Linked DNA regions of Mus musculus: region 2 is linked to region 1. The links are chromatin contacts, called in public HiChIP or PLAC-seq maps. All regions are on one chromosome and are shown on one strand. The core of a region is the stretch at or near the end of the contact, and the rest is flanking DNA. Distances in the headings are between cores, read along the strand shown.

Region 1 (3,319 bases), core at 437-2,936:
GAGATGTAGGCACATGTGCATTCAGGTACGTGAGTACAGGTGCACATATGTGGAGGTCACAGGACAGCCTTCAAAAGACTCTGGAAGTTCCCTAACCTCTGCCTTTCACCACCACTCACTACAAACACTGTGTCTGGCTTTTATGTGGCTTGGGCCTGGGGATGTGAACTTGGGTTGTCAGGATCGGCAGGCAAGTGCTTTTACCTATGGAAGTGTCTCCCCAGCCTGGTACGTTACATCTTCAGCTAGCTCCTATAGATTTACATCTTCAGCTAGCTCCTATAGATTTACATCTACAGCTAGCTCCTATACGTTTACATCTTCAGCTAGCTCCTATAGATTTACATCTTCAGCTAGCTCCTATACATTTACATCTTCAGCTAGCTCCTATAGATTTACATCTTCAGCTAGCTCCTATAGATTTACATCTTCAGCTAGCTCCTATAGAGTTACATCTTCAGCTAGCTCCTATACATTTACATCTACAACTAGCTCCTATACATTTACATCTACAGCTAGCTCCTATAGATTTACATCTTCAGCTAGCTCCTATAGATTTACATCTACAGCTAGCTCCTATACATTTACATCTTCAGCTAGCTCCTATAGATTTACATCTACAGCTAGCTCCTATACATTTACATCTTCAGCTAGCTCCTATACATTTACATCTTCAGCTAGCTCCTATACATTTACATCTTCAGCTAGCTCCTATAGATTTACATCTTCAGCTAGCTCCTATACATTTACATCTTCAGCTAGCTCCTATAGATTTACATCTTCAGCTAGCTCCTATACATTTACATCTTCAGCTAGCTCCTATAGATTTACATCTTCAGCTAGCTCCTATAGATTTACATCTTCAGCTAGCTCCTATAGATTTACATCTTCAGCTAGCTCCTATAGATTTACATCTTCAGCTAGCTCCTATAGATTTACATCAGCTAGCTCCTATATATTGCACTTTTTCAATGTCGTGGTATCTCTACCCTACCCCCACCAATTCAGATGCCCCAAATCATAAGAACTCTTGGGTGAAACAAGGAAAGCTGTAAAATAAAAACTGTGACCCATTCTGGGGGTCAAGAAGGGCAGTCACAGGCACACTGTGATCCAACTGAGGCTGGCTTCCGTTTCTGGCAGCACAACTTTAACACGGCCAGAAGAAGCAGCGCAGGCAGCCTGGCTAGACAAGAACAAAAGGCTGTTGCCAAAGGAGTCGCCCGTCAGTGAGAGGAGCAAAGGCTCTCCACTGTGCTGACACTTCCTTTGCTTGTCACAGAGACTCCCTGGGCACAACAAGGTCACTGTGGGGAGTTGCCAGCCAGTGCTGTGTGAATCTTGCATTTTGGTGTGTGAGCCAGTCTTTGAGCTTCTTGTCTTCACATTCTTCAAAAGGCAGCAAGGAGAGAGGCCCAGAGGACAAGGAGAAGTGGGCTGTGTGGGATATCCATCACGGTTTGAGTCTACGGCCTCCAGCTTGATCAGGAAACCAAATCACTCCTTTGTGCAGATATGCACAGGGGAGGAGTGCCAACGAGTTATTTATCAGCCCTGGATTTTCACAGGGGCCTCAGAACTAAAATTAAAGGTGTTCCCCCACCGTGGAAGAAACTCACGTTATTACATGACATCCGTCTCTTCAGCTCAGTGATAAATGATGGTGTGCTAAGGGGATAAACTGCATCTTAAAGAAGCCTGTGCAGGCTCCTGTTGCCATGGCAACAGACATCCCACCATCACTCCTCTGCCTATCAAAATCACAACTGGAACAGAAAAATCGCTCTTGTTTGTTCCATTAGAACTGCTGGTTGTTGCGTATAATTACTTAAATGACAAAATATGATTGCCCAATAGGTATGGCTCTTGAAAGCACAGAAATGGCCAGACAACTCCACAAGGGAGGCTTAGGCTGGGGACTGAAAGTGCCAGCCTACAGCGCTAATCACAGAGATGAAGCATCTGTGTCGCCATGGGGCTTGTGAGGCACCACAAAGCCCTGGACTTGGTTTCCTTCTACGCTGCCTCTGACACAGAAAAATCTAAGGGACATCACAAAGCCAACAATGGGACAGCTCCCTGCAATGGGCCTGCTAGCTTATTTTGGGGTGAAGATAATTCCTACAGAAATAAGATGAAGACAGCAAGTCAGGTATCCCCAGTGCCTCTAGCTTTCAATTAACTCCTTCAGAGGGCGAGGAAGGGAGAGAAGCAGGAATCCACAGTGTGGGTACAGCACTGACCTCATGCTCCGTGTGTCCCATCCTCGGAGGGTCGTGTCACTTGCTGTGGCCACCTGGGTACAGTTGTGGTGTGGGCTCCACCGCCCCGCGGTGAACTTCAGCTGTCCCCTTCCTTCCAGTGTTGCTGAGCTGGCCAGCTGGTAGAACGGGTATTGTTCAAAGGAGAGAAGAAAGATCTGGACTCTTTACACAATTCTCAGGATTTTATGGAAATAATTAGAACAATTTGGAGGTTCGGTCTTTGTTTCCCCCCTTAAAAGGCAAGACCATTTGAACCTTATTGGAAAAATAAAATAAAATAAAACCGTGCACAGCAAAAAATAGAAGGCACATTAATAGCCCCTATTGTGGAGGGCTTGCTTCAAGTGTGTGATTAGAGACAATCAGCTCAAACTTGAAGAGAACAATATGGAATAACTCAAACATCTGGCTTTCCCAAAGAAAGAGAAAAACCAAGTCTCCATGACCAGCTCCTTCCAAAATGACACATGTTCTTTAATCAAATGTTGTTCCCAATATAATACAACCTCTTTCCCCTTTATCATGAGGAACACAGGATCCTCACAGGGGTTCACTCAATCCCCACAGGCTGGTGAGCCCACAAACTGTCTTTTGGGGGTACTAAGACAGGCCTTGGTTCCAAGCCTGGGATAGAAGGCCACTCCACTTTCCCCCTGCCTAGATCTTTTGGCAAAGGCCCACAGGACTTTCCACGTTCCATTTGGAGCTCTACTCATCTGAGTAACTTAAACACCATCTCTTATACTCCTCCAACATCCTGAACCCACTATTGGTGAATACATTCAAACCTTCAAACTGGGCTCTTCAGAGCCCCTGAGAGGCTGTGTAGCCTCAGCATCTGGGAATAGTCGCGTTGAAAAAGCTGACTGGATAGCGGAGGCTGGGCACAAGAAGACAGGTGCATAGAGGTGAGAGCCTCTCTAGTGGGGTATTATGACAACTACAGCTCTCAGTTCCTGAGACTAGATATTCTGGAAGCTATCACCCAGCAAAGCATGTGTGAGAAAAGGTCACAGGCAGGTGGGACACAGGACGTCCTGGCAGGGAAGAGTTCA
Region 2 (3,319 bases), core at 248-2,747, 510 kb before region 1:
GGAGGCTTGCAGCTCCCACAAACCAGGTCTAGACACAAACCTGGTGTCCAGCCATCTCTCCTCCCCGCCTCACCTTCATTTCTGTTTCTGACCACCACCCCTAGCTCTGCTGTTGTTGATGGACAGCACTTGGGAACTATCTGTCTTCAGTGTGAGAAGAACTAGCTTGACCAAACAACCACAGTGCCCAGCCCTCTCATCCAGCCCGTTAGCCAGTGTTTCTAAAGAGGAGGAAAATAAGGCCTGGCAAGTCATGATGGCTTTCTAGGCCAAAATTAGGGACAGGGTGGGTGGTCACTGGAACACTGGCACCAGTGAATGCTGCACCCCAAAGTGTAGCCTGGATGAGGATGAGTGAGACTGAGAGCTCACGGCATCCCTGAATTCTGTAGGCAGCACAGGTTGCATTGTCAGGGTAGTTGCTAGGACCTGGTTTGTGAGAAAGGCCATCTTTGTGGCATTGGCTCTGGAAACTCCTTAGGTAAGAGCTGGGGACCTCCCACTCTCATGACTGGACTGGTTATATCTAATCTCACCTTTGCAATAATGAATGCTTGCTTATCCATTGCCCAGGTGGTATGCACAACTGAGAATAGCTCTCAGAAGACCACCCTTTGTTCTGGAAAGAAGGTTCTCTGTGTGTGTCCCCAGGGGTCTGTGAAATTTAAGCTTCTGTCCAAAACATGGGCCTGAGGTTTGACATCAACTTCTAGAAGAACAAGAGATCCCACATAAGCCCGCTCCAGGGTCTGTGTATCATTAGGAGGTGTGGTGAAAGGCAGGGATGCATGCACAAGCAGAGGGGCTGCATCTCAGTGGAGAAGAAAACTTGGAAACGGACAAGGCATGTCCAGACCTTCTACTGAGCCCACCCCCCAGTGTGCACAAAACCTGGCCTGGGGGGATGCAGTGACCCCTCGGCTCTCTAACCAGCTCAGTGAGCTCAGACCTCTGATACAATGGGCAGCAAAGGAGGCTTGCAGCTCCCACAAACCAAGTCTAGACACTTGGTCTCCAGACACTCTGACTGCTGCCTCCAGTCTCCTCTCAGCGCTAGCTTCCTGACACCCCCACCAACACCCCACCCCCACCCTGGCCCGAGCTGTGGCGAGGAAGCTTGCATCCTTTCTTCACGTACCTGAGACCCTCTTCTCCTCCCTTTCTGGTGAGGTGAGAGAATGACCTGAATAAAGACAAAGAGGTAAGGGGTCTTCCCCACACCCACGAGATTGCCTGGGCCCATTTGCTGCATGGATGTCTGACAGCCCAGAGAGATCAGACAGCTGAACGCCCTTGCTGTCCTGGAAGAGGCGGGGAAGCCTCTGCATTGCTGTTCCAGGAATCCGCTCTGGAAAAAAGCCGCTGCCAGCTCTGAGTTCATTAAATGGCTTCTGCCGTATTAATCTTTTGTTTCTGCTTAATGGAGGTTACAGTGAATGGGAGGAGGTGAGTTCCCAGGGCACAGGGCTCAGTGTGGAATCACCATGGGAACGGCAGCTTGATCTCCATTGGGTGACTAGTTCCCGAGGCCCACTCAACATCCTCTTTAAGGGCTCAGAGTGCAGGCTGTACCCTGTTCATCAGTCTGCAGGCCAAAGGGAACAGAAGCAAACAGATCTGCAGGTCACTGGCTACCACGCAGCACTGGCCCCGTTCGTGCCCTTCTTGTCCCGGAGGGCTCTGCTAGTACCAGAGGGAAAACGCTGAGTCAGGAGCTTTCTGGCGAGCAAAGAGCATGTCCGTGGCCCTGCTTTCCCGGCAGACATTTTCTGAGCACGGAGGGCGAATCCAGCTGGCAGAGGAGCCGGGTTAACTAACCAGAGCCTGCAAGCCACAGGACCAGGGCTACATAGGGAGGCAGAGAATCAGAATCAGGGAAGCAGCAATAATCCCTGAGAAATACAACCCAGCAGCCCAAGGCATCCTGGGAACCAGAAGCGACTGAGAGTGGGCACAGTTGCTATGGTTTAACTGATCCTTAAGGACTGATGGGCGCTCGAGTTGTTTAATTCTGTTTTCTTTCCCCAGGTGTTTTCTTTCAGGTTCTTCTTAGAGCCTGAAAGCTGAACCAACAGTGCTGATACAGGAACAGGCAGGACCAAGGCCAGGGACAAGGGGCATGGAACTGAGAGAGAAGCTGGCTTTTCCAACTATAGGGACCCCACCTCTCTCTCTCTCTCTCTCTCTCTCTCTCTCTCTCTCTCTCTCTCTCTCTCTCTCTCTCTCTCTCTCTCTCTCTCTCTCTCTCTCTCTCTCCCTCCCTCCCTCCCTTTCTCCCCTTCTTTCCGTTCTTCTTTCTTTCTCTTCCTTCCTTTTTTTAAATTGGGTATTATTTTTTAATTTGCATTTCAAGTGTTATCCCCTTTCCCAGTTTCCTCTCTGGAAACCCCCTTTCCCATCCTCCCTCCCCCTGCTTCTATGAGGGTGTTCATCCACCCACCCACTCCCACCTCTCCGCCCTGCCATTCCCCTACACTGGGGCAGCGAGCCTTCACAGGACCAAGGACCTCTCCTCCCATTGATGCCAGACAAGGCCATTCTCTGCTACATATGTGACTGGAGCCATGGGTCCCTCCACGTGTACTCCTTGGTTGGTGGTTTAGTCCCTGGGAGCTTTTGGGGGGGGGCGGGTCTGGCTGGTTGATATTGTTGTTCTTCCTATGGGGCTGCAAACCCCTTCAGCTCCTTCAGTCCTTCCCCTAATTCCTCCATCGGGGTCTCCCTGCTCAGTCCAATGGATGGCTGTGAGCATCCGCCTCTGTATTTGTCAGGCTCTGGCAGAGCCTATCAAGAGACAGCTATATCAGGCTCCTATCAGCAAGCACCTCTTGGCATCCTCAATAGTGTCTGCATTTGGTGGTTGTATATGGGATGGATCCCCAAGTGGGGCACTCTGGATGGTCTTTCTTTTACACTTTCCTTCCTGCTCCACACTTTGTCTCTGTAAGTCCTTTAAACAGGAGCAATTCTGGGGTAAAATTATGAGAAGGGTGGGTGGCCCCATCCCCTACTGGGGGCCTTGCCTAACCTCTGGATATGATCTCTACAGGTTCTCCTTCCCCTTTGTTGGGCATTTCAGCTAATCTCATCCTTGTTGGGTCCTGGCATCTGGAACTTGCTGGTGGCTAACCCCAGCTCCCCATCCCCCATTGCTATACACCTCCATTCAAATTCCTGACCATCTATATATCATCCTCATTTCCTCCCATACCTGATCCTGCCCAGTTAGAACATTTTACCCTGATCGTCTAACTGCAGTCACCTCTGGTCCTGCGGACTGGAGTTTTGCTGTAAGAACTTAGGATGAACACAGTTCAGC

What was found. HiChIP or PLAC-seq counts read pairs in DNA pulled down with a chosen protein or histone mark.
Region 2: an H3K4me3 HiChIP or PLAC-seq map of embryonic hindbrain shows a contact between it and region 1, with 7 times the contacts expected there. The contact joins two enhancer-like sites. A contact is called at or near these places in 1 of 484 Hi-C or Micro-C datasets (forebrain), 1 of 115 datasets of contacts at active chromatin or transcription factors (embryonic hindbrain) and 1 of 9 other capture datasets (embryonic stem cells).

Annotation. Positions count from the first base shown.
Region 1 is chr12:28,858,313-28,861,631 of GRCm38.p6, reverse strand. Eipr1 (EARP complex and GARP complex interacting protein 1) reads right to left here. Exons shown (of 9, transcript NM_201357.3): 6 at 2,244-2,380. Among named protein-coding and RNA genes, the nearest start is that of Gm31508, 50 kb to the left of the region's middle. Within about 2 kb of position 1,686, at least 51 of the 459 cell types and tissues checked have an H3K27ac peak or open chromatin away from gene starts, as enhancers often do. A contact at or near this core is called in forebrain, where this site is marked.
Region 2 is chr12:29,366,704-29,370,022 of GRCm38.p6, reverse strand. No RefSeq gene overlaps it. Among named protein-coding and RNA genes, the nearest start is that of Gm31650, 71 kb to the left of the region's middle. Within about 2 kb of position 1,497, at least 113 of the 459 cell types and tissues checked have an H3K27ac peak or open chromatin away from gene starts, as enhancers often do. A contact at or near this core is called in forebrain, where this site is marked.